Linked DNA regions of Mus musculus: regions 1, 2, 3, 5, 6 and 7 are each linked to region 4. Evidence: chromatin contacts called from public HiChIP or PLAC-seq and promoter capture Hi-C data. All regions are on one chromosome and are shown on one strand. The core of a region is the stretch at or near the end of the contact, and the rest is flanking DNA. Distances in the headings are between cores, read along the strand shown. Region 1 holds the start of Riok1 (RIO kinase 1). Region 2 overlaps Fars2 (phenylalanine-tRNA synthetase 2 (mitochondrial)). Region 3 overlaps Fars2 (phenylalanine-tRNA synthetase 2 (mitochondrial)). Region 4 holds the start of Ly86 (lymphocyte antigen 86). Region 5 overlaps Gm46410 (a long non-coding RNA gene). Region 6 overlaps Fars2 (phenylalanine-tRNA synthetase 2 (mitochondrial)). Region 7 has its middle 7.3 kb from the start of Gm52041.

The links. Promoter capture Hi-C pulls out the DNA fragments that hold promoters and counts their contacts. HiChIP or PLAC-seq counts read pairs in DNA pulled down with a chosen protein or histone mark.
Region 1: an H3K4me3 HiChIP or PLAC-seq map of bone marrow-derived macrophages shows a contact between it and region 4, with 4 times the contacts expected there. The contact joins the promoter of Riok1 here to the promoter of Ly86 in region 4. A contact is called at or near these places in 1 of 39 promoter capture datasets (embryonic stem cells), 2 of 115 datasets of contacts at active chromatin or transcription factors (bone marrow-derived macrophages and large pre-B cells) and 2 of 9 other capture datasets (adipose tissue and liver).
Region 2: a promoter capture Hi-C map of liver shows a contact between it and region 4, with 4 times the contacts expected there. The contact joins the enhancer-like site here to the promoter of Ly86 in region 4. A contact is called at or near these places in 8 of 39 promoter capture datasets (the 3T3-L1 cell line, 3T3-L1-derived adipocytes, embryonic stem cells and 5 more) and 1 of 115 datasets of contacts at active chromatin or transcription factors (CD4 single positive thymocytes).
Region 3: a contact with region 4 is called in a promoter capture Hi-C map of liver, with 4 times the contacts expected there. The contact joins the enhancer-like site here to the promoter of Ly86 in region 4. A contact is called at or near these places in 8 of 39 promoter capture datasets (the HPC-7 cell line, embryonic stem cells, frontonasal cranial neural crest and 4 more).
Region 5: a contact with region 4 is called in a promoter capture Hi-C map of liver, with 2.1 times the contacts expected there. The contact joins the enhancer-like site here to the promoter of Ly86 in region 4. A contact is called at or near these places in 11 of 39 promoter capture datasets (the 3T3-L1 cell line, cranial neural crest, embryonic stem cells and 4 more).
Region 6: a promoter capture Hi-C map of liver shows a contact between it and region 4, with 5 times the contacts expected there. The contact joins the enhancer-like site here to the promoter of Ly86 in region 4. A contact is called at or near these places in 8 of 39 promoter capture datasets (the 3T3-L1 cell line, frontonasal cranial neural crest, hematopoietic stem and progenitor cells and 4 more).
Region 7: an H3K4me3 HiChIP or PLAC-seq map of bone marrow-derived macrophages shows a contact between it and region 4, with 4 times the contacts expected there. The contact joins the enhancer-like site here to the promoter of Ly86 in region 4. A contact is called at or near these places in 9 of 39 promoter capture datasets (the 3T3-L1 cell line, 3T3-L1-derived adipocytes, the C10 cell line and 5 more), 1 of 15 datasets of contacts at CTCF or cohesin (large pre-B cells), 1 of 484 Hi-C or Micro-C datasets (B cells), 2 of 115 datasets of contacts at active chromatin or transcription factors (bone marrow-derived macrophages and large pre-B cells) and 2 of 9 other capture datasets (liver and macrophages).

What each region holds. Positions count from the first base shown.
Region 1 is chr13:38,035,448-38,038,882 of GRCm38.p6, reverse strand. It overlaps Riok1 (RIO kinase 1), which reads right to left and starts at 1,894. Exons shown (of 17, transcript NM_024242.3): 1 at 1,352-1,894. The coding sequence starts at 1,422. It overlaps Cage1 (cancer antigen 1), which reads left to right and starts at 1,946. Exons shown (of 13, transcript NM_027724.2): 1 at 1,946-2,064.
Region 2 is chr13:36,483,025-36,486,904 of GRCm38.p6, reverse strand. All of the region lies in intron 6 of Fars2 (phenylalanine-tRNA synthetase 2 (mitochondrial)), which reads right to left. Among named protein-coding and RNA genes, the nearest start is that of Gm46409, 130 kb to the left of the region's middle. Within about 2 kb of position 2,299, at least 2 of the 459 cell types and tissues checked have an H3K27ac peak or open chromatin away from gene starts, as enhancers often do. A contact at or near this core is called in liver, where this site is marked.
Region 3 is chr13:36,532,558-36,535,944 of GRCm38.p6, reverse strand. All of the region lies in intron 6 of Fars2 (phenylalanine-tRNA synthetase 2 (mitochondrial)), which reads right to left. Among named protein-coding and RNA genes, the nearest start is that of Gm46409, 79 kb to the left of the region's middle. Within about 2 kb of position 1,729, at least 56 of the 459 cell types and tissues checked have an H3K27ac peak or open chromatin away from gene starts, as enhancers often do. A contact at or near this core is called in the HPC-7 cell line, liver and trophoblast stem cells, where this site is marked.
Region 4 is chr13:37,343,590-37,347,044 of GRCm38.p6, reverse strand. Ly86 (lymphocyte antigen 86) reads right to left here and starts at 1,700. Exons shown (of 5, transcript NM_010745.2): 1 at 1,471-1,700. The coding sequence starts at 1,606.
Region 5 is chr13:36,647,073-36,650,703 of GRCm38.p6, reverse strand. All of the region lies in intron 1 of Gm46410 (a long non-coding RNA gene), which reads right to left. Among named protein-coding and RNA genes, the nearest start is that of Gm46410, 3.8 kb to the right of the region's middle. Within about 2 kb of position 2,168, at least 2 of the 459 cell types and tissues checked have an H3K27ac peak or open chromatin away from gene starts, as enhancers often do. A contact at or near this core is called in liver, where this site is marked.
Region 6 is chr13:36,390,458-36,394,074 of GRCm38.p6, reverse strand. All of the region lies in intron 5 of Fars2 (phenylalanine-tRNA synthetase 2 (mitochondrial)), which reads right to left. Among named protein-coding and RNA genes, the nearest start is that of Gm40912, 180 kb to the right of the region's middle. Within about 2 kb of position 1,279, at least 6 of the 459 cell types and tissues checked have an H3K27ac peak or open chromatin away from gene starts, as enhancers often do. A contact at or near this core is called in liver, where this site is marked.
Region 7 is chr13:37,957,047-37,960,861 of GRCm38.p6, reverse strand. No RefSeq gene overlaps it. Among named protein-coding and RNA genes, the nearest start is that of Gm52041, 7.3 kb to the left of the region's middle. Within about 2 kb of position 1,666, at least 83 of the 459 cell types and tissues checked have an H3K27ac peak or open chromatin away from gene starts, as enhancers often do. A contact at or near this core is called in bone marrow-derived macrophages, macrophages and neutrophils, where this site is marked.

The DNA of each region.
Region 1 (3,435 bases), core at 645-3,144, 690 kb before region 4:
ATAAATTACTCTTCACTTACAAATCTAATAATCTAGACAGGTATGTTAAAGGCACAACTATGTGAATGCTCTCAACTAGTCAATCCTCTGCTGTGAGGTTGTCTTATGCGGAACTACCTACCAGATACCACTAGTGTCTCAGCCCAGGTGTGACATATAAAAATGTCTCTGGATTGGTGCAATGGCAAAATCAGATCCAGCAGAGGACCATGGGTGCAGTCTCACAATATCCTGCGTGTATGGGGCCTGTGGGCAAAGTAAGCTTGTCCCTTCTTCCCACTTAAACGCTTCCGTAAGGATTTCTCTGAGATGATGTGCCCATTCCTCAGTGGAAGGCTGGAAATCTCCAACATCTCCGGCTAAGCCCTACTTACCCTCTATTTACCATATGTTATTGATCACTCATTTTTTTCCTTTGTACTATTCACCAATTTTAATTCAAATAATTTACCTCGTGTGAATATCTATCTCCCCTAGCAGAGGCCAACCCCTGTGGCAATCAAAACGGTAGTCACCAATATTTCCCTACCACTCGATCTGACACACAGAGTGGTCAATATATATACTTATCACAACCGCTCACAATTGATGAATAAAATCTTCCTGACTATAAGGTACGCAAAACTCTTTGTTGTTTCAAAATGGCTATGTGTAAATTCTCTTTTCTTTTGAACGGGAAGTTTTCCGTCACTGCTTGCTTTTGGACCTCACATCCAATTTCACCACAAAACCTCAACACTGCTACCTCGAAGTCGTTCTACGACAGCAGCTCTAGGAGCCATCCGGTTTGAAGCTGGTTATTTATTTATTTACTGATTCTCTGCTCCACTCCTCTCTACGAACATCTTCTACATGACTCACCAGTTCCTTTAATTCATAAATCAAATGACGGATGCTCTGTCGCTGCAAAAGCCCTCCTCTGGCCTGTAAGACCTGAACAGGATCTTAACTCCTCACAGTCACTTGGAAGGCTCGACCTGGCTGGCCTCCCTTTTTTGCCTCAATTCTCTCCGCTACGCTGTAGGTGCTAGCCTCTTGGTTTGCCCTCCTTTCCAAAAAGACAGTAGTGACTTGATTTGTCTTGTTCATCATACTCGCAGAGGTAAAACTTTTGCTCACTGTGTATGGAAGCCTGTATGAAGAAAAGAAAGGAAAAAAAAAAGGCCCACCTTCCTCAGTGGTCCCCAACTCTTGCTTCTCTGCTAAACGTCCCGGGACCCACTGACAGGTAGGTAGCTTTCACAAGCTGCTCACCCCGAGAAAAATCCAAAGCCGTCAGCTGTCAGCTCCCCGAGCCCAATGTGGAGCTGGCGGAATCGGAGGAGTCCCTGTGTCACCACCGGCCGCCTACCTGTCTGAGGAATCCGCGTCGTCAAATTGCCCGGGGACCACCGAAGCCATCCTGTCCAGACTGCAGTCCATGGCTAGGGGTGTGAGCCTTCGGCGCCCCTGAGGCCGCGATCGGAAGAGCCTGCTTCCCACCTAGAGGATCCAAACGCGTCTCCGCGATTCCCGCCCCTCAAATCCCTCGGCAACCGCCAGGCCCAAGAAGGCAACGACCAGGCGCCACCGGGGTGTCAGGATACAGGGTTTCGGCAAACGCGGCCACCAACAGGCCGGAAGTGCAACGCCGGAAGTATGCCACCAGCAGGGCCTCTCCAAACCCTAGTGCCCTCAGGGAGCATGCGCGTGACGGTGGCCGGGAAAGACCAATCCGCGATGTGAAGTGGGCGTGGTGCGTTGTTTGTAGCGTGGGATGTGTAGCTCTTGTTGCTCCCCAGCCTTTCGTTCTTGCTCCACCATGGCGTTTACGGTCATAGGAAGTCAGCCTGTTTTTTTTTTCCTCCGGCTGCTCCTGAAGACTTGCGTCCTCTGACCTTCTTCCTCTGGACCCAGGTGCGGTCCGGAGGACGTCACACTGGGGCGTTCGAGCGCCCTGCGACGCACCAGTTGGTGCCCTCGGTGGGGACGGTTGGAAGGTGTTCTCCCTCCCGCGGAGCCGGTGTGCCGGGAGGAAACCCGGAATCCTTAGCCTGAGTCACAGAAGCTCGATGGATCATGGAAGTGAGCACACTTTTGCTCTCTAGAAACGTTGGTGCGTTGTTTTGAGATGCAATGATACAAGTGGTTGGTTTTTGTTGTTTTTTTTTTTTTAAGTTGGGAAGTTCAAGGTTTTTTTTTGCGTTTGGCAGGAACTCTTGTGACACCTCTTTCTGCCTTTATTAAATGTTAAAATGTTAAGTATTATCTAGCGCGCGCTTGTGTATGCGTGCTCCGTGAGTGAAGTTCAGAGAATAACTTGAGGGCTTACTCCTTCCACCTTGGGCTCCGGGAACCGAACTCTGGTCGTCCGCGCTTTTTCCTGTTCAGCCATCTCACAAGCCCTCATTATCTTCAAACGGTTTTAACTCAAGCCGAGCGGTGGTGGCACACGCCTTTAATCCCATCCCTTGGGAGGCAGAGGCAGGCGGATCTCTTGAGTTTGAGGCCAACCTGTTGACAGGAGGGGCTACACAGAGAGACCCTGTTTCCTCGAAGAAGAAGAAAAAGAAAAGAAAAAAAAAAACAAACAAACAAACAATGGATTTAGGTAGAATGGCTAACCAAGCCTGGGTGGTGGTGGCTTGGTTCAGCACCTGGTTGGGCCAGTCACAACTACTATAATTCCGGTTCCAGAGGATCCTACACACACATGGCACGGGTATACTAAACAGGCACATACATTTTTTAAAGTGTAGTTGCAAGTCACAGGCCCATGGAAAAGAAACATTTTGCGTTTGGAAAGTGATTTAAGGCACTAACACATCCCTGTCATCGAACAGGTAGTGTTTATTTGCAGGACGGGAAAGGTGAGCCCAAGGTTGAGTCCTCCAGCAGCCCTGCCTAGCTTCCTTAGCCTACTTGGTTTTTTACAGTTTACCAAATGATGACATCGATTTGAAAACGTCTTCAGTAAATAAGTAATCTAACAAAGTCATCCAGGCAGACAGGTACTAAGGATAGACTGAGACAATCTGATAATATGCCACTAGAATGGGGGGTATTTTCAGCCTGTGTTTTAACTGTGTAGACCAGAGTTTCTTAACTAAAGATCATGGCCCCATAATGGGGTGGGGAGAGTCATGATAAATTCTCCACACCCAAAACTTGATTCATAATTTAAACGGTGGGGTGAATCTGACAAATTTCGGGCAATATTCACCCATGATAACTTCACACAGCTTTCACTGTTCTCACCACTATACCAACTCACAGCAGCAAACTGCCTGAAATACCTCTGTTCAGATTTGAAACTTATATGTTCCTGTTAGGGTCCAAGAATAGCTGAAGGAAGACCCCAGACTCAAATAGGATGCACAGGCAAGAAGAGTGTTTACTGAAGAAATTACCAGCATTCAGGGGCCAACCATTTATCAAAACGGCAACCACCTGAGG
Region 2 (3,880 bases), core at 1,050-3,549, 860 kb after region 4:
TCATAGGAAGGGCGGTGCACTGAAGACAAGTGCCACAGGCCGCGTGTAGAAACTGTATTAACTAAATGTCACAATTGGCGGGAAGTTACATCACCACTCCCCGCATCCCCAATTCCCACGCTAGGCAAACCATAGAAAGGTCCATGGAAAGGAGACAAGGCACATTTTTATTCATAAAGTTTTGTTCTCCTATCTTGGCAACTGAAAATGTCATAGAACCACTTGAGGCGGCATCTTGTTCCATCACTGGCTCCAAAACAACACAACTTTAAGACTGCATTTCCTGCAACCAACCACCCTATGGCCGCAGGGCAGACCTGCTGACACCTACCTCAGCCTACAGGAATAGATACTTAAAGATGTAGGCTCTGGCCTTACCACTGGATGGTTAGAATGGAGACAATTTATCTTAAGGCAAATTAAAATAAATAAAAGAAAGTACAAATCATTGCCACTCTTTATGAAAATTTCAGGTATTTTTCATGGCTGTATATTTTAATTATTCAAAGCTTCATTGTTAAGTTTAAATGAATTAATAAAGTGCTTAGTAAACTGCTATGATTGTACTTTTCAGATAGCCATTACCTACAGCTCTTTAGGGTTTTCAGTTAATTTTCAAGGATGAGAAAGAGAGCTGGGTATAATCCAGGAGTTGTGGGGCTCAGGTAGGAGGGTTGTAAGTTTGAGGCCAAACTGGCATAGTGAGAGCTATATATGAAAACTGACACAGACACAGACACAGACATGCAAGCATGTATGAAAGGAAAAAAAAAAAAAAAAAAAAAGAACGCACAGGGCACCTAGAGCTCTACTGGCTCGGAAACCATAATTGTACTGTTTTCCATACTAGGTACTGAGTAATGCAGGGCCACATACTAAAGGCATTTTCTCTGACATCGGTCTCCTTTCTGAAGCTTCTTGTTTTTGAAAACATCTCCAGTTTACGTCTGGGAAAACCTATTCTTTGCTTGGCCCCCTTCTTCATGAGTGAGTCCTGCAGTTTTAACAATAGCTTACAAATGTAAAGGAGACCCCCTTCTCCACTCATGCAGATGAACATCTCAGGATTATCATGAATGTTTGCAGCTACTTTTTTTTTTTAATCCTTGTCTTTTTCTTAAGTGTCTATATCAAGACAACAATTTTAAAGCTAGTTTTTATAAAAACATAAAGTATGGCTTTACTGTTAATCACTGGCCTTAAAGTATTTTTTTTCTTTCTGCATTATGAATAGATGGTAAACACACACACACGCACGTGTGCGTGCACACACACACACACACACACACACACAGTGACAGTATCATTTAAACATTCCTTCTCTGAGGAGCAGGACATGCCAATTTTTAAAAGCAAGTCTCAAGCTCCTTTCAGGAAGAGACACTGTGATTGTAGCAATTTCTGTACAAAATAGAGAGTCTACACAGTATAATTCTACAAGGAAGCACACTTCCAGAGAAGCAAACACTGAGATTTACAAGATTATATGTGAGCAGCTTTCAGAAAGTCGACTTAGAGTTACCTTGTCTGATGGAAATGTGTCCTCTCTGTTATTGAGCCATACATGATGAACTACTGGCAACCACAGACCTTGGCGGCTACATCATCAGAACTTCTGGTAGATTCCACATAAAGGGTAGCTTTGTGCTGAAGCCTAAGAGAATGTATGGAGAATGCACTCACATGGTCTTGCCTGGGATTTGCAGAACAGGGTCCCTGTTTCCAAATGCTAGGTTAGCATCTTGGTCTTTAAGGCACAGGGAGCTTTGTCCTCCAAGAAGTCTAACAGAGTCAGTAGTGAAGGGTGTGAGATGGGAACAGATCTCAGACGTTAAGAGGCAAACATTGATTCGCTTTACAGAGGTTGTACGCACCAGGAACATACCTATGAAGACTAGTGAGACAGGCAGTGGTTCAGGAAAAGCAAAGACTCAGCAATATCAAGAAGAGTCTACAATGTGATCTGTTTTAAAAACACAGTCGCCTGAATTTAATAAACAGAATTTAATAAAAATCTTTATTTTAGATTCAAAACAATGAACAACCACCTTAGGTAGAGAGTCGGATTCCTCAGGCTGAAGTTGAATAGATTCCACTTCCTGGTAGGTATGAAGCCCACACATTTTCTGGTTTAATTAGATTAAAAAAGTTTTGGTTAAAAAGAAAAAAAAATGCAACTTGAATTCTGAATCGCAGCCTTGGATTTGATGTTCCAAATGTCACTGTGTAAATTAGTAGGTTCTGGTCCCTCTCACCTGGATTAATATTTACAGGACACTGGCAAAACATCCAGAGAACTAAACAAGTTCCAGGAAAAGGCTGCCAAGTTAGTGGGCAGGTACAGGAAGGAGAACCCCAGCCTCATTCAGCAGCCTGCACTTAGTGAACCCCGCCACAGGCCAGACTGGGCAGTAGGTGATGGGGTCCACCAGATCTGATGCTGGCTCTCAAAAGTTCTCAGTCTGCCATAGACAAGCTGAGTAAAATTATTGTATGATTAGTATAAAAAGGAAAATATTCCTTTAATTATCAATACCTCACCTTCCTTGCAATTCAAGGAAAACAGCAGCATGGTTGAAAGATCACAGCTGCATTCTCAGAGGGTGAGACTGATTAGGAAAGCGAGCTTCGCTCTCAAACAGCAGGTCTAGGCAATGCTTCTGATGACTGCAAAAATTGTTAATGCAAAAAGATGGTGGAAGGATGTGGTGGCTAGTTTTGGTTGTAAAACAGGCTACACAGAGGCTTGCATGCCTAGAGAATTGGCCAGGTGCAATTATCTTTTGGGGTATCTCTTTGAGAGTTTACAGACGGGACTAGCATGCAGGCCAGGGATGAACTGGGAAGACCACCGCCAATGTACATCACACTATCTACACAATGTAGATCACACTATCTACACAATGTAGATCACACTATCTACACAATGTAGATCACACTATCTACACAATGTAGATCACACTATCTACACAATGTAGATCACACTATCTACTGTTGACTAGGAACTTGCAGAGAGCTACCTGGAAGGTGGGCCACTGGGAAGGTTTGTCAGAGATTATCTAGATTACTTTGATTGAGGTGGGATGGCTCACTCCGAGTGGCTCTATTCCCTAGGCTGAGAACCTTGGATCAAGTAAGGGTGGAGAAAGCTAGTTAGTACTAGCATATTCTGCTCTGTGCTTCTGACTGTGGACATCAAGGAAGAGGCTATTGATCCCTTCTCTTTCCCAACATCAAGGGCTGTAATATGGAATCATGAACTACACAAACTCTTTCTCCCTTAAGTTGCTTTGGTCAGAGTATTGTATCATAGCAACAGGGGAAGAAACAAAGATGTCATTTAATAGGCTGGGATTTTTGTTGGACCAAAAAGCTCATGATAGACACTTTCTCTTGCTCGTGCTTCTCCCCTTTGAGTGGGACAATGAGAAAAAGGAGAAACATCTTTCTGTTTCTCCGGGACATCATGTTCCAGGTTCCTTAGCCTGGGAACTTAGATGTGCATCATGGGCTCCTCAGGGTTTCTATTAATTACTTTTCTGCTGCTGTGATAAAACACTATGACCAAAGGCAACTTATGGAAGCAATATTTTATTTTGGCTTAATTTTCAGAGGAATAAGAATCCATCAGAGTGACTAATGATGGCATCAAGTGGCAGGCACTGCAGCTGGAGCAGAAAGCTCAGATCCTCAACTTCAGACACAAATCAAATAGAGTGAATTGGAAGTAGGGTAAGCTTTCTAACCTCAAAGTCTGCCGTAGTGATGTATTCCTCCAGCAAGGCTGGAGCATTTAAATCTTCCCAAATAGCCCTACCAATGGAAACCAAATACTCAAATATCCAAGTCCATGGGAGACTGTCTTCTTCAAACCAACCCA
Region 3 (3,387 bases), core at 480-2,979, 810 kb after region 4:
GATGAAAGAAAAATGCTTTCCTTCTATCCTTTCTTACTTCCCCACCCTAGCCCAAGTCATGAATTGACTTCAGTAATAAGAAGAACTAGGTCTGTTTAGCCCCAGAGATTGGTTTGCCTTGCAAACCATGGGCTGATGGAGCTGTGGCAAATTGCCAAACATGTAAGGACTAGGACTCCCTGAAGGGAGGGTACTTTTGGATTTGGACCAGAGCTCTTTACTGCATCACACCCTTCACGGCAGCCTTTTAGCCCTAGTGCTCCCCAGTCTTTCACTGGACACATAAGTTCACTCTGACTGACATCTTCACTAGGCAGACTGTCCCCAAGATACAGCTGTGAGCTCAGAAGGCAGAAGGGACTTGTCCAAGTTCGAACAGCAGGACAGTGTTATAGGAGTGGAGTTAGGGCCAGGCAACACGGCAGGGATATGAAATAGTGTGTGTTGCTATGAAAAGGTGCAGTGGGTTTCCAAACCACTAAATGTAGAGTTGCTACATAATCCAATGATTTCTAGGTTTATGTCCCAGAGAATGGAAAGCGGCGGCTGCTCAAACTAAAAGTCAGACAAAAGTTTGCTGCTGAGCCTTGTGATCATGTCTGTACCCTCAGGTAGCTGGCGAGGCTAAGGCAAAAGGTTCACAAGGTCAATGAGCGACTGAACTACAGAGCAAGTTCAAGGCCAGCCCTGGCAACTGCATGAGCCCCTGTGTCAGAACGAAAAGGAAAAAGAGGGCAGGGCCTATAGTTCAGTGGTAGAGTTTACCAATGATGTATGAGGCCACAGGTTCAATTCCTGCCCCACCCCCATAAAGAGGGGCAGTAGGGGACAGAGAGGGAGAGAGAGAGAGAGAGAGAGAGAGAGAGAGAGAGAGAGAGAGAGAGAGAGAGAGATTGATTTTCCTAAAAGCTGTATGTTCAGTCATTACCAACAAATGGATGGATATTAACAGATTTAGTATAGGCAGAGAATGTAATTCCAATGAGTGGAAACTAGGTGAACTTCAAAACCAAAGTAGTAGAAGCTGCATACCACACACTGCATGGTCCCACTGTCTGAAACATCCAGACATCCAGACTAGAGAACTGCCCTATGGCACTGAACTGTATACTTTCAAAATGACTAATTTCATGTTATGTGAATTTCATTTCAATAGGATAGAAATGAAGCATAGAGAGTGTGGTTTCAGAACAGTCTTTCCCACCACACTCAAGAGCTCTGTCAAGCATCCTCCTCCCCTTCACCTCTGAGCTCTTCCTATGACTCGGATCCTGAATCTCACCAAAGGCCCTGGTTACTGGGAGGTAGTGGGGCCTTTAAGATGTAAGCTGTAGCAGGGTGCTTAAGTTTACTGGGGACAGGTTCCTAGAGGGCAGATAAGGGGCACGCAGCTCCTTCTTTCTCTTTTCAAACCCAGCATAGGGTAAATAAGTCTCTCTGATCATATGCTCCCACTCTAACATGCTTCCACAGGCTCAAAACTAACGAGTCAATTGCTCATGGACTGAAGGCTCTAGACTACAGGCCCAAATAAACACTTCCTCATTTCTCAGGCATTTCTCATAGTGACAGAAAGCGAACACATCTAACTTCCTCTAAGCAGCAATATAGTTTTAAAATGACTAAGCAAGACACAGAATAAGCTTGTCTGACTTAGAGAGGACACAGGGATGACCCGGATGACCAGGACACATAGACAAGGAATGCACTGACAGAGGTCTTCCCTACTGGTGCAGTACTGGGTCTGGGCGGCAGGCGGTTGCCATGGCTTTCTGTCCAACCCATAGGGCCCAGCGTTTGGGATGAGTCGAGTCGGCTGTATAATCTGGAGCTTCATAGGCAAATCAAAGTTCACTTTCATGTACTCCACAGTTTCTACTTGTGAGAAAAATAAACAAGATTATCTATTGTTCAGTTAAGGAGGTCAAATCCCTTTGCTGACAAGGTGGAAAAGAATGAAAAAAAAAAAAAAACCAATTTCCATTGCCTTGTAATACTGGCTGATTGTACAATGTGTGGTTGCTGGCTAGAACTTGGCATTTTGCCTTTTTTTTTTTTAAAAAAAACAGAGATTTTAATAAGTACCTTACAGTGTTTTCAACCGGGACTATTCGTTTATAGACTTCGTTAGTCAGTCATTCAACAAAAAGCATCTTGCAGGCACTGAGCTTGACAGAAAGGAGCACAGAGAATCTGTCATCCAGCAGTGGGCCAGTTGGCAGTAAGAGGGCTGGCAGCCACTTGGCGGTAAAGCCAGCTGTGCCACTCTGCAGGCGACAGGGATATCTAAGGGTCTCCTCGTCAGCACATGGGAGATACCATGTGCACTGGCATGGTGCTATTCGTCTAGTTACAGAGTTGGACACTGAAGAAACCAAAAAAGAAATCTGGGTCATTCTGCCTGTAGACACTGGACACAGGCAGCCATACGTGACCATCCTTGTCTGCTCCTGAGTGATTCAGGATGGTCTGCTGTGCCAATACCACAACATCTTGTGCTTCTCCCAACCAGCCTGACATCACCCCCACCCCCTTTCAGGGTCCAACTAGGGGAAACAAAACACATGACTTGCTTTCACCTTGGTCCTGTTCCCTGCTCCACTCTGAACGTCAAGGCTTACCCAATTCCACCTCCCACCCAAGTCCGGATGCTCAGGCAGAAACTGAGAACCAGGATGGGCAATCCCATGTGAACTATGGGGAGAGGAGGCAGGCCAGCGGGACAAGCCAGCAGAGGGGGATTCTGTTTTAGTGCCTCCTCCTCCGAGACTCCTAACTTTAGACCAAAGAGAAAGCTGCGTGGGATTGAGAACAGTCAAGTCTGGATCAGTGAAAGGACTGTCAAGCTTATGCCTAAAAGGGTTTAGCAATCCCCTTCAGGGTATGCATCCAAAGGAGGTTTTAACAGGTGTTGAGAGGACCTGGACCCCATGCTTATTGGCACAGTATTCATAAAGCCAAGATATGAGATTACCACAAGCATCCGGCAGGGGGTGAATGGAAGAAGAAATCAAGAACACTTACTCAATGGAATACTACTCAGTCTTTAAAAAGGTGCGATGGTGTCATCGCAGCAGCATGGGTGGTCCCGAGGATGCTATGCTCAGTGGAGTAAGACAATTACAGAAGGGACACAGTGTGTGCTCTCTCTTATTTGTGGGGCCTAAAGAAGCTGGTCTCACAAAAAAAATAGGGGCGGGGGCTGCCAGAGGCTGGGGTGGGGATGAAAGATCAACAAAGTTATGGAAGGTGAAAGGAGCAGGCTCTAGTGATCTGTGGCAAAGCAGATGACCCTGGCTAGTGACCCTGTTTTGAATATTTTACATTATCTACAAGAGGACTTTAAATGTTCTCAAAACAAAGAGATGACGAATGTCTGAGGTGACG
Region 4 (3,455 bases), core at 451-2,950:
CCTCCCACAAAGCAGTTATCCTTTGGTTTCCTTGGCTGATTCTCCCACTCACCCTGGATGAAAACTTCATCTCCCCTGTTCCTTTATTCCAAGTGCCCAGGGCTTATTTCTGAGATTTAATTACTCTGCAGAGAAGTACCATCTACAAATAGATGCAGCACTGCAGACAGTGTGGCAGCACATTATGTCCCCGTTCTTTCCCTGACAGACCCAGGTGAGTGAAAGGACACATGAGACTCAGTTACAATCTGAGGGAGAATCTTAGACATGGAATAGCCAGTCACATGAGGCTTAATGTCTCGGAAAATCAAATCCCAAGTAGTCCACGTGACCCAATCCGGCTGTCATCCTACTCCTGAAGTGAGCAAGTCCCCAGACGTCTAGGCTCCCATTTGTCCCAAGAACAGCAAGCATCATGAGGTCAGCACTTTCTCCACCCAGCGCGTCCTTTTCTTTTTCTTATTTTTAATTTTTAAAATGCACTTCAAGGTTCCTTTTAAAAGGAAATTTAAAAGAATCCATTGAATTACCCCAGAAACCAAAGTTGGGTGGCAGAATCCGGGCTCAGCTAGTTTGCTTTCATTTATTCTCAGCGAGCGGTGGGACCAACACAGAGGCTCAGAGTCTCCTTTGCATACTCTTCAGCTCATCTGTCCCGTTTCCCTACAGATTTCCAGGTTTCATAAATGTCTGCCTTTCCACAAGCCATTTGTTCTACTGCCCATTGGAAATCGATCCCAAGGCTCATTTTTCCTCGCTGTGTCATAGCGTCACAGAAGGAAAAAGTGAGGTGAGGTACCACATTCAGACTTTAGAACTAACCCACTCCTAAGTTCTGGTTCGTGGTGCCAACAGCGGGGCTCTCCCAGCCCAACGCGTCTCAGTATATGCCACCTCTCAAACAGTTGCACTGAGGTTAAGTTTCTAATACATGCTCCAGGACACAGGCCAACCACAGCACTCCCCTTCGCTGTCCTTGCCCCTGGGGAAACCCTGGCATTGGATGCTACTTCTGACGTGCTTGCTGCTTTAATGGGTGGCACAGTGCGGCATGACAAGAACTCTAGAGGGAGCGGCTGAAGGACAGAGTCTCTGACAAAAGTGACTTGATGCTCACCCAGTTTGCAAAATGGCTGAGGTGAAAAGCCAGCGTAGGCGCAGGATTTGGGAAGAAAAGCTTACTGATCACTTGTTCTTGGGGGAGAGGGCAGGGCTGAGCTCTTAGACTTCGTTCCATATCTAGACTGTTCATTTCTCTCTTTCTGTGGTCTTCGTTATTTTCAGAAGGCTCTTCCACTGTCCCTGGCCTTTCCCTCCTCACGGCTGCCAAGACAAAAGCTCACCGTAGCAGCAAAAAGCACGGAGAGGCTGATAACCTCATCCCTCGCCCATACTCACCCAGTGTTCGTATTGCCCACGTGTAGCTTTAATTTCCCCATAAGCACAAGCAGCCATTTCATAAGACCTTACCACAGCTCTGGTAGACTACTTCCAAGCCCCCACTGTTGCAGGCCGTGTGCTTGGGCCAACCATTTTCGCTGCCATGGTCACTGCTGCTCGGAGAAGTCAGAATCCACACAAGGAGGGCAGCTGCGACACCATTCATGGCGAGGGGGTTGTGTGTGCCCAATGGTAAGCCAGCCCAATAAAAAGACCTCCGAAGCTCGTCCTCCCCCTGAAGGAGTAGTATGTTCAGTTTCACTTCTCGAATACTAGTCTCTGGGAAATATACTGTGAGAAGACAAAGACAGACAGCGGGGAGGGGCATTTGAATACTGTTCCAGGGGGCTTTCACATACTTGAAATAGCAAGTGTGTGTGTGCGCGCGCGCGCGCATATCTCTGAACATGCGCATGCGCATATGGGCAGGTATGGGCTAGGTTGAAAGGTGACTTCTCGCTTTCACAGGAAGAGGTCCTGCAGGACTCTTCAGAACAGCCCCTTTTAGAATCTTTGTCCCCCACTGGAGCTGTAAACTCAGGAAAAATGAGCTTCAGGCCACCATGTGTTTTCTATCAGCGTACACCCCACTGATGTGAGTCTCAGAGCTGGCTAACGCCAGCAGGCACATGTGACATTTTGAGGGTGGTATACTAGAACTTAGGATCTGGAACCGGGTTTTTGGATTTGTTCTTGTCTGGCTTTGGCCCTGGGGTTGGGCCAGCGGAACAGGAGCTTGTCCTAGGAGCCCACACAGAGCTGGGTGGTGCATTCCCTCTGAGAAGTAAGCCATCTTCCATTTCTGGGCCAACAGCACCAGGAGGAAGGATTACCCTTTTAACATTTTTATTTTATTTATTTTTTTAGTGTATATCTGTGTTGTCTTTCTGTGTGTTTGCGTGTGTATGATCATGTGGAAGTCAGAAGGTAACTTTTGGGAGTCAATTCTCTCCTTTCTCTGTGGGTTCTGCGAGTGGCACTCAAGTCACCAGGTTTGTGAGGTAAGTGCTTTTACCCATGGAGACAGTTCATGGGCCCATGGCCTCCCTGAAAGGCTAGTTCAACTAGGAGAGGTGACTGACACCGCTTCTCACACAAAGATGCTGCCCTCCATGGACTCTTGCCGCTCTGCCTCAGCTTTCTTAATCCTAACCCCACTCTATGCAGTTCATCAAACTCACGGCCAAGGCCAGTGATGCTGCAGAGCAACAGGCAACACTCTTTCCCATGGCAGGAAGAGATGAATTATATCCCATTGAGAATGTACAATGTATTTTTAGAAGACTTCTCAATAAAAATATTCTCTCCTTGCATGACAGATGGCATTTTTTTCTATAACATGTAATGCAGCCTCGTAGGAAAAAACGAGCAAGCCACTCCCTCAAGGAGTTATGGGAACTCATTTTGTCAACCAAGAGCCAGGACTTGGGTCTGACGAGTGGTTTTTGGCTCACCTGTTTCAGAAATCAATCCATAATGGTGTCATCTTGAGTTCTGTTATGGTTTGGATATTAACTGTCACCCAGAGTTCCATGTGCTGCTAAGTTTGGTCACCTGCCTGGGGCACCATTGAGATGTGGTGGGACCTTTAATTTAGATCATCTTAAAGAGAATAGTGGAATTCTAACTCTTCGTATCCCTCCTTTTGCTTTGTTTTCGAGCCAACACAAGGAAATCAGGTTTCCTCCATGTGTAGCCCCACCTTAACATGGTCCAATCCAACCCACAGAAAAATGGGGCCACATGTCCATGCTCTGAAACCTCTGATGCTGTGGGGCAACACCAACTTTTCCTCCCTTTGTCTATTTACCTTAGGCACTCTCTCACAGTGACAGAAAGCTAGTATAAGTGCAGTGGTTTGAATACACATAGCCCCGCAGGCTCATGTATTTGAAAGAATAGTCAACATCAAGTGGAATTGTTTGAAAAGATCAGAAAGATTGGAGGTGTGTCCTTTTTGGAGGAAGTGTGTCACTGGGGGTGGGTGGGTTTTGAGGTTTTAAAAGCCCAGCCCC
Region 5 (3,631 bases), core at 919-3,418, 700 kb after region 4:
CCACTGCCCCCTCGCTCCCACCACAATTATTTACTTCCCAGTATAAGAGTTACTGAGTGAGCCACTTTGTCTCAGGATTTGCACACAGACCATCAGTCCCATTCTGCAGGCTGTGAGGCTTCCACTGGTGATGTGAGTGTAGACACAAATGAACATGAACAATAATAACATCCCAATGACCTGTACCAACAATGCACCCAGGCTAAGGTACCCCAATTCAGATTGTTACTATGAGGAAAGTATATTTGAAAACAATAAAAGATGGTAGTAGTTTCTGAGAAGAGGGCATATAGATGAGGAAAACCGAAACAAACAAGAAAAGTAGTGAGAGGGGATGTTTGGGAGTCAGAGAAGACATTGCCCAGCCCCGGGATGGTAGACTGTGATGCCTTCCAGAAGACTTAAAATCTTGGCCCTATGTACATGTTGATTGATGCACTATTTACAATAGCTAAGAAGTGGAACCAATCTGGACATCCATCAATAGATGAATTAATAAAGAAAACTCGAAGCCTAGACACAAAGGAGTTTTATTCACCCATAAAGAAAAATGAAATTATAACACTTGCCAGAGATTTAACAAAACTAGAAATTATTTTGCTAGTTTTGCATGAAATAAGGCACTAATACTGCACGTTTTCTTTCAAATGTGGATCATGGATTTATATATAGGAAACTAGAAAGAGGACCATGAAAGGGAGAAAGAGATCGTAGCCAGGGGAAGAGTCAGAGAATGCATGTAAAATGGAAGCAGAAGAGAAGCCACAGAGACTAGGAGGTTTTTCAGTGGGAGGGAGAGAAAGAGGGAATAGAGGAGGAACTACAAGAACATTAAAACGTTGCCACATATAAAATTAAAATGTTAGTGCTAGAAGAAAGGTCTCCATACAAAACTGACAAATGTCTGAGGCAATGGTCATGCTAAATTCTTTAGTATCATTATACAATATATACATGTTGAAACATCACAATATGCTCTATAATATATGAATTTTGTGTCAGTTAAAAGCAACAGCAGGAGTTGGAGAGATAGCTCATCAATTAAAATCATGCACCATTCTTCTGAAGGACTTGAGTTTGATTCCCAGCATCCAAAAGAGTGGTTTACAACATCCTGTAACACAAGCTTAAGGAGATCGGCTGCCCTCTTCCCACCTCTATGAGCTCTTACATGCATATGTTTACACATAAGACATATACATACCCATATACATATAATTAAAAAAATAAAGCCAAACAATAATAGTAACTCTGTCTGTCACCCAAGAACAGAGGTAAGGCAACCACTGATAAGCGTAAGAACACTCTCAAGTCTTGTGCAGGTAAATGCTAAACTGTCAACAGAGCTGCAAGAAATAGCCAAAATTAGAAAGAAAGAAAGGGGGGGAGAAACAAAGAAAGAGAAACAAAGAAAGAAACAAAGAACGAAAGAAACAAATAGAAAAACTAAGAAACAAAGCAAGAAAGGAAGGAAGGAAAGAAGGAAGGAAAAGAAAAACAAGCAAGCAAGCCAGAAGAGCATGTGTGGGGACCATGGGCCATGTCTCCTCAGTGTCTCCTCCCTGACCCCACAGGAACTTCTTATAGAAACAGCTTTCTTCCCTCTTCTCCAGTGTTCCTTTCCTCCTTAATAAGGTGTTCTGTTTCTAACAAGATTAATTTCTTTATCCTTTACATTGAAGAATATATTCTTACCCATAATCTCTCAGTTTGAACAACTTTAACCGTGCTCTTGGAAAGCTCATTAGTTAGAGTCCTATCTATGTTACTACATAGAGTTCCTGAGGGAAGAAGAAAGGCAAAGAAGAAGTTGGGTGGGGGGGGAGATAAAGAAAAAAAAACAGTCCATGGAGCCACCTGTCTGTGGCATTCATTTCCTGTGTGTTTCTGTTCCATTGCAATCCAGTGCTTGATAGAAAAGCAAGAGGACCAGAACAGCTAAATGACTTGGGACAAAGTTGCTTAGATAATAAGGTTTTTGCATACAGAACTTAAGTCTCCAACTTCGATCTACCTGCTGGACTGTTATTTAGCTCTGAGCAATCCCTTGCAGGAAGCTCTCAGGTGCCTTTGAGGTGCGAGAGCAAATTCTCTGTGAGAAGAGATTCCAGAATAAACAAGCAGTAATGGTTAACAGCAGAAGCGGAAACATGACCCTGATGAATGACCCCTGTAAGTAAATTTGTTCTCTTTTCCTCATTTAAGTATATTGGTGGGTTGGACTCTGGTAGGAATAGCTGTGGCGTGATGGATGTTTTGGTGGCAATTATTCGTGAGAAGGCTCCTCTGATAGGTCCATTTTAATGTGACCACCAGGCAGTGGCATTAACAAGGACAGGCCTATTCGTTTCTCTGCCTCACTCGTTAACTTCTCTCAGCTCAGGGGAAACTGCTGTCTAGTGTGGCCCAGATTCCCTTCAGAATAAGCAGGGTCGTCACAACTCTCATTATGGTGCCTCAGGGTAGAGTGTGGGGAAGGACTGACTGAGGACACTGAGAAATTGCACCGCCATCTCTGCTACCAGGAGGGGAGGGGGAGGGAGTGTTACTTTGTGCTGAACATTCTAGAAATTAATGAACAACACATAGTCATAAAAGGCGTCTACGGGGGCCAGTCCCAGGCTATCTGGCCCACTTGGCAAGGGAGTGTTAGGAGTACAGAAACTTGGGGGAAATGGCTGTGGTCCATGAAGCTGCATTGGAGGAGGGATGGGTGGTAACTTGCTCAGGGTGACATGAACAGCAGGGGTAACTGCTGGAACAGACTTTCACACAAGGTCATCAAGACTGAGACTTTTCTGATGTCTCCAAAATACTGTTTTTGTTTGTTTTTTGTTTTGTTTTGTTTTGTAGCACCCTTGGCTCTACCAGACAAAGAGGGTTGACCTGACAAAGTGTGACATATTTAGAGATCCTTTTGCCCATGCTCAATACAGGACCCTTTGGATAGAATTTGGGCTGGAGAGAGCATATAACATAAACCTGAGGCGGGCATCATCTCAAATGTGTCTGATATCTACATCTGCCTCAGGATTTTTTTTTCCTTCTGTGTTTGAAATTGTGTCTTAAACACAAGGTCTTCCTGTCTCCACCTGGAATTACAGACATGTTGTCACCATCCTCCACTTGCCTAGACCTTCTGTTCTTTTTGTATTCCTCTTCTTCCAACAAGTCTAGACATAAACACCAAGATGTTTAAGTTAAGAGAAATTGCTGATACAGTAGTGGGAGTTGGGGGGGGGGGTGGTTGCAGCCAAAAGGATCCCAACCGTTAAGTCGCCAACTTTGATCTATCTACTGGACATTATTTTCCTCTGGGCAATCCCTTACAGGAAGCTTACAGGTTGGAATTTGGAAATACTGTGGTGGGGAATCTCAAGTTAATGGGGTCTAGGGCCATCTGAGGAATCAGGGGGTGCAGGTCTGTGAGAGAAATTCCAGGACTGAAGGGAAAAGTTGACTGCCTGCCTTTGCTTTTGGCTGCTCTGTGTGTTTATCTTTGTTGTTGCTGCTGATGCCACCACCATTGTTTAGATTCTTTGGCCTTTTCATGTAGCTCAGGACCAGCAATTCTCCAGGAACCCTCAGCACCAGAAGAGGACTACTGGAGCATCTAGCTTTGTGGGCTGAG
Region 6 (3,617 bases), core at 30-2,529, 950 kb after region 4:
TGCAGAGGTTCATCGCCACAGTGAACATCTCTCCTGACTATGTTGGCAGTTTTTGTCTCTACCACAGCTGAAGAGAAATAGCCAGAAAAGGTAGGTTCAGCTGAATTAGTTACTTTTAAAAAACATTTACTAATTTAGGAATTCTAGAATAGTCTACTATCACCTCAAAAATCAATGGGTAGAAAGGTAACTGGGACAAAAACTCAACCTGAGCTCTCAAATCTTTAAAGCAATACGAACACCTTAGCTGCTCTAGGCAAGGGCAGAAGGTCGCAGGATGAAAGGTCGCAGGATGAAAGGTCGCAGGATGAAAAGGTCGCAGGATGAAAGGGGGTGAGGTGGGAAGAACAGACACATGGAGGTGACAGGCTGGGGGACCCGTTAGCTTTCACTGGCATCCACTGCACATAATGCTGTGGGATTTAAATATTACATATTTTCTAAACAGCAAATATTACATAGAAGAGACAATTATAGGACAAATATTAATACTTAGTCACAAACTTGGGGTATAATAAAATGGTCACAGAAATTTAACTGCAGTCTATACAGCTGTGTTTTCCTTCAAATCACCATTTCTTTACATAAAGTTCTGCTTTTTAATATTGGAGTTTATATTAATAAACAAGGGCTTCAATTGTCTTACTTTAGGAACAAATATAAACTATTTTTGCCTTTGGTACCATGTCCAAATACTTCTAACACAATGTACAGCAAATTTCACAGAGGGTCATAGGTCAAAGTAAGATAAAGTCCCTCGGGGTTCTGTGGTGGCCGCCCACCCCTGAGCCCAGGCTGTATCCACAGAAGCACTGGTACCTCCTCAGCCGCCATGCGCCTTGCCTGTGCTACTTGCTCTGACCACTCAGACCTCACTCCCACTGTCCAAGACCCCACAGACCAAAGTGAAGGGGAACAGAACAAACCGCTCAGCACGACATGTCCTTAAGTGCCAGATGTGTTCACGCCCCAGGGGCACAGGCCAGTTTGGCCATCACTGTGAAGCTCAATTGGTATTTATATTTTCTTGTCTGATTTTGAGGGACAACTAAACCTTCTATACAGGAAATGAAGTCACCTTAAGGTAAACTTATTCAGAGGACAAACCCTGGAACATGGTCAAAAGAATCTGGCCCACACGGCAGATCAACAGTCAAATCTGACTGTGAGAAAAATAGCCAATCAGTTTTTTCAAAAGAACCCTCACCACATGGTACATTGCTCTCAGGTCACGTCTAGGTCCCTGACCTAACACAAAATGCCCTCTGTACCATGGCTTCTTCACTAGGAAAGGTAGGAGTTCACAGGCTGATGTCTAATGAAAACTGTTCCCGAGAGTGTCGAGAGGGTACCTTGAGAGACCCAGTCATGGTCAAGTGTATCTGAGAAGCACTGGGTTAAGCAAGTCAGGCAGCTAGACAAGTCAAACAAGTAAGCCAGATGACAATGATTACTGGAGCCTGTCCTTTCTAAATGGTAAATTGAAAAGGCCAAGTGGAAACCAAACCTAAGGTCCCTCTAGTTACCTCAGCCCTGCCATTCTGTCAGAGGCCAGAAAAAAACCACCAGCAAGGGCATTTTGTGGCTTCCAGAGTGGTCAGCTAACTTGTACTAAATCCTATACCTGCTTCTCCAAGGGCCCCGAGTAAGTGTCATGGTGGTCTATAAATGTTACCCATTAAAGGTCAGGACATGGCTTTTCAGAGTTTTCTCAAGTTCTCAGAGGCTCCCAGTAAGCCAGATCATCCACTCAGAGGTGCCGTGCCAGACACACTCGTGACTAATTTCCCTCTTCAAAATATTCAAAATGAGTAACATGCACGCAGGATCAACCCTGAGGCCACATGTGCTGATTTCTTTTCTCTCAGACTTGCCATATATGCTGGTTACCTCCACAGGATTCAACTCTCACTTGCCATCCTCACCGTGCGCTGTGGCAGATGGTGTGATCCAGATTCTGGGGATGGGGAAAGGGAAGAGCGGAAGGCACTGTGCTCAAGGGTGCATGGTAAGAGTGAGAGAGAGGGGGAATCCACACATTCATACCTCACAGCATGCCCACAGTGTGCCCTTCTTCCTGAAGCCCTCCCCAAGTCTGCTGATACCACCATGGTTGTGCCGTTTCTTTTGTCTCTCAGGCTCCCTCTGGCTCTCTTGATGCAGTAAACTCCTTCATCAAATCATTATGAAAATTAAATGAGATGAAATACAGTCAGATGTTTCTATGCTTCTGATGAGAGTCACATCCAGATAAAGCCATTGCAAATGGAATATACCAAAGGCAAAAAAGGTGATTAATAAATGCCTTTTTGAACACCCAAGCACAGTAGCCGTGCATGTGCAAAGCACCAACTGTTTTCCCTTGTGACTGAGAAGCGGGCCATGAGGATGAGTCTTTTTTCAGATGAGGCAGAGGATTAGACCATATATGGGGTACCTAGGGTAAAGACACAAACTCCTGAGTCAAAGCAAGGTTCCTGTTGAATGCTATCATGGGATATCTACCAATCTGCAGTCTATAGTAAAAGCACCATGTCTTCTGCACAGAGTTCAGTCAGTGCGGCCACTGGCAGCAGCTGAACTCATACTGTAGGTTTCCTAATTCCTGCAGAACTGTGCTCTACCAAGCTAGCTACCGGGTTCCATAGGCAGTTCTGAGAAAGCCTTCCTCCGCCATGCTGATGAGATGCATTAATGTTAGCCTCTTCTTTGGCTACCTCATCTTTACGGAGGAGTATCCTGCATCTGCAGTCCCCATGATTCCTCCCTTTCTCCTTTCTTCTTCTTCCCTCAAAGGTTGGTATATCTTAATAATAGGCTCTTTATACAAAAACCCAATCATCGATATGGTTTCTGCCATTTGCCTAGACCCCAACTAAAATCCCCAGGTTCGGGACAGAGAGACTAAGTAGGTAGTTGCTACTCTTGTTGGTGTAGCTGATTCAAATCAGCAGCAGAAGAGCCAGAGAGCCCAGTTCACAACATGAATCTAAAGAATGAAACGATGAAAAGGCAGTGCAGGTGAGTTGCTTGGAGATGGCCAAGCTGCCTCCAGTGCACATCTGGCCTTCTGAGGAAATTTCAAAAGTGCCAACTCTGTCCTCTTGTAACACCCACAAGGTGTCCCATCCCCACAAAGGAGAAAATCGCAACCACGTTTCCTCCCAGATAGAACTTGGAGACATTAAAAGAAGCTTCAGCTGCGGAAGAGATGCAGCGGTGAGTAACAGGGCAGAGTGAGGATGGACACTGACAGGAAGGCCAGAGAAGGTGTCCCTTATGCCTGTCAGGCGGCTACAACTCCTACGTGTGGGTCTTTAGCAGGGTTACAGCAGCAAGACAAGCAGTCCCACACTCTATTAGCTCCAGGTTCTCCTGCTCCCCAATCACAGCCTCTGCTACCTGCACTGCTGGGAGAAACTTAGCTTAGGTCAGAATAAAATAGAATCAAACAGCACCCTATAGGCCATTTCTCAGAACGTCCACCCCAAATAACCTGAGAACTCAAAATGGTTTGCAATGCTTCACTGTTATCCGCACTTGAAAGGGATCTTTTCTCTTACAAGCCTAAATCTGATGAGCTTGAGAGGCAAAATGTATTCTGTGCAGTTTTCCAA
Region 7 (3,815 bases), core at 417-2,916, 610 kb before region 4:
TCCTGTCTGTCTCTATGATAGCATTTTGTAGAGAAGCCTTGATCATCTTCCCAGTGATACAGAGAGATGTCTGCGGAGAGAGGGCAAAATCCTGGACAGTGTCCAGCTTCTGGAATTGTGGCCGGTAGACCTTCCCAAGCTCCAGAACCTGGAATGTTTAACCTGGCTGCCTGAAATCCTGGATCAGCAGGTCTGAAATGGGATTTCCAACAAGCAACCGAGGGACTTGTCTTACAATGTCTGGATGAGGGTGTGGAAGGCAGAGACACATTTCTTTCTTTCTTTCTTTCTTTCTTTCTTTAAACATTCTCTGCCCCCACCCCCACCCCTGCTCCCTTGGGCCCATTGGTCTTTTAAATGTGTTTCTCATTATGGATGGTTGTGAGCCACCCTGTGGTTGCTGGGATTTGAACTCATGACCTTCGGAAGAGCAGTCAGTGCTCTTAACCACTGAGCCATCTCACCAGCTCCAAAGACACACTTCTGATGTTCCATCTTGACATAGCAGGTGTGAGCCATCACTGCAGAGCTTTAAAAAAAAACATCTGTCGAATGGCACTTGTGATGCATCAGGAGAATGGGGGCCTCACCAGCCACCTGGGGTAGGAGGGCACACCACACCACATCTGCCTCCAGAGTTGACCGGAGCCATGTGTCCTCGTTTTATGCAGTCACTGTCCTTTTGGTGGGCACACATCCTCCAGTCATAGACACCTGACCCCGTGCACGTGCTGGGCTGTGTGTGCGATAGGCAGTTTCACCCTCACAAGGCAGATCCTGTCACTTTCCTCCACCCCTGCTCTGACAGGAAAGGGTTTTATTCCTCCTCAGCTCACTGGACTGGCAACCTAAGACTTGCACTCTGCAGGGTGAGCAAACTGGATGGAAAGTAAGATAACTGCCTTTGGGTTTCGCTGCTTCTTTCTTTGTTTGGTTTTGCTTTTTTTTGAGACAGGGTCTCTATATACAGCACTAACTGTTCTGGAATTCTCTACGTAGACCAGGCTGGTCCTGAACTCACAGAGAGCTGCTACCTCTCTCTGCCTAGCCAGTAGTACAATTAGAGCCACGGAAGCAATATCCGGGGCTGCATTCAGTTTTCATTGCTTGTTTTATCCCCCTTCCCATTTCCCTGACGCCCCTAACTTTTTCATGCATAGTAGGACTACCATTTATGTGAGAGAGTTGTGTGGTGTCTTTGTGGGAAGGCGGGGCTAATGAGCAGCTATACATTCCCCACCCCACTCATCTGAGAGCCTGGGGTCCAGCCCTCACCATGTTGTCAATTCCTGTGAGAGGCAGGCAGGACTCAGGACAGCCCACAGTCAAAGCCAGGCAGGTCACTTCCCTATTTGGCTCCAGCTTCCTTCCCCTGAAAGAAGCGACTGCTGTGTTCCTTATTTAGGACACTGACTTTGGCAGCTTTGGCTTGGAGAGCACTGGTTTGTTGTTGTTAACGAGCAACCTTCAATTATAGGTTTAAAATAAACCCAGCGGTTCTCCCTGCTCACCCCTCCCTCCCCCGCCTCCTTGGGAGCGGGCAGGCAGCCGCTGGGCGTGGCAAACGTCAGGAACCCTAGAGCGGATGGACAGAGAATGTCCCCCATAGGCGCTGGCATTTGAACACTTGGCAGTTTGGGGAGGTTTAGGAGGTAGGACTTCGCTGGAGGAAGTATGTCATTGGGGGCAGGCTTCCCTGCTTCAAGCTTGTGGTTCAGGATGCGAGCTCTCAGCTGCTAAGCCTGCTGAGTGCTTCCACCTTTCTGCCACGATGAACTCCGCATCCTTCTGGAATCGTTAGCCCAAATCAACTTTTCTTTTTCACCCACGAGTTTACCTTGGTCATGGTGTTTTATCAGAGCCGCAGACAAGTAACGAATGCAAGCCTGGAACAAGCACGATGAAGCTATTGCCTACTAGGTCTGCCAGCAACTGAGGCACGAGTGCAGCTCAGAGCGTCACTCTTGAGTCTTTGTCCCTCCCGATTTTATACTCCTCCACCCCAAAGGCTGACATCATCTGGCTCTGGAGTTCCTCCCCACAGCTTCTGAGGTAAAGACTCAGTTCCTTGCACATTATGCTACTGGAAGATAGAGGGATTTATTTTTAAGGGGCAGGGCCAGTAGGAGGAAGTGAGATTGTTGGACTGTGCCCTTCAAGAGGCCCTAGGGAGGCTGGTTCTGCCTTCTATCTCGTTGCTTCCTGGTTGCTGTGAGATAAGCAGCTTCCACGGTTACAGTTGGCAGTGAGACTACTGACCGTGGCTGGAAGCCTCCGAAGCTATAAACGGAAGCAAACGCCACTTGTTTTTGTTGAGAGAGCTTCTTATTTTGTTAGTTTGTTTGTTTGTTTTTTGAGACAGGGTTTCTCTGTGTAGCCCTGGCTGTCCTGGAACTCACGCTGTAGACCAGGCTGGCCTCGAACTCAGAGATCTGCCTGCTTCTGCCGCCCGAGTGCTAGGATTAAAGGCTTGTGCCACCACGCCCAGCTTGAGAGAGCTTCTTGCTATGCAGTAAGCCCAGGCTGGCCTTGAATTTGAGACCTTCCCACCTCAGCCTCCCAGACACTGGGATTACAGGCCTACTATATCATTCCTAGCTAGTCCCCCTCTGTCTACCTTCCCTCCTCTCCCCCTCCCCCTCCCCCTTCCTAAAGATTTTTGCCTTGTTTTAGATGTATTTACTTTATTTTGTTTGTCAGAGTTTTTGTCTGCATGTATGTCTGTACAACACGTGCATGCCTGGTGCCCACGGAGTTTAGAAGAGGGCACCAGATCCCCTGGAACTAGAGTTACAGATGGTTGTGAGCCACCATGCGGGTGCTGGGAATGGAACCTGATCCATTGCAAGCACAACAGCTGCTCCCAACTGCTGAGCCGTCTCTCCAGCCCCTTTCGTCTTTGTAAGTTGGTTATAAAGTCTTATAACTTATAACTTTATAAAACTGGGTATTTTGTTACAGTAATGGGAAACTAGCTAACACAGATGGAGTCTATTAAGAGCTCTATTCAGCTGGCTGCTGGATTCATATCTGAACCAAACTTGAGGCTCTAGGCCTGAGCCTCACTAATTTTAATATACTTATGAATCCCCCGGGGTTTTGTTAAGATAGGGCTATTGAATCAGCACATCTGGGCAAGCCTGACTTTCTCATTCTAACCAGCTCATAAGGAATATGGCCACTATCAGTCCTCAGTCACACCCTGGGGAATCAGCCAGGACAAGGCTTTGTCCTGGGTGTTGATCTACACAGGGCAGCTCTCCCATGGATGAGGCTCTGATGCAGGACTGGTGGTGTGGATGAGGGTAAGACCGTATCTCTCTCCCAACTTCCAGAGTGAGATTATGTGATAAGCATCAAGTCCAGAGAAGAGTTTTGGGCATGTTGGAGCTTTGAACTAGAAGGTGCCAGGATCGCAGATCTCCGAGAAAGGTAGAGGAGCCTTGAGTTGGAAGGCAGGGCAGGCGTCTCCTGTAAGGTCCTCCTCCTGCTCTCCTCCAATATCTGTGGAGTGAATGTACAGCCTGGAAGTCCTGCCCACTCCCTTCAGGGTTACCACAGCAATGTCAACAAGAGCTGTGGATATTCTCCCTCTCTCTATATATATAAACACACACACACACACACACTTATAATCCACAGGACGATCCCAGGAGGCAGATACTACTCTTGCCTTCTTAGGAAGAAGAGCCCAAGGCACAAAGCCACTCATCCGAGGCCGAGCTGGGACCTACATGTTTGTCCCTATAGATCCAGCTGTTTGCTGTTTCTCCACCCATTTGTATTGGTCACCTTTCTCGTTGCACTGACAGTAA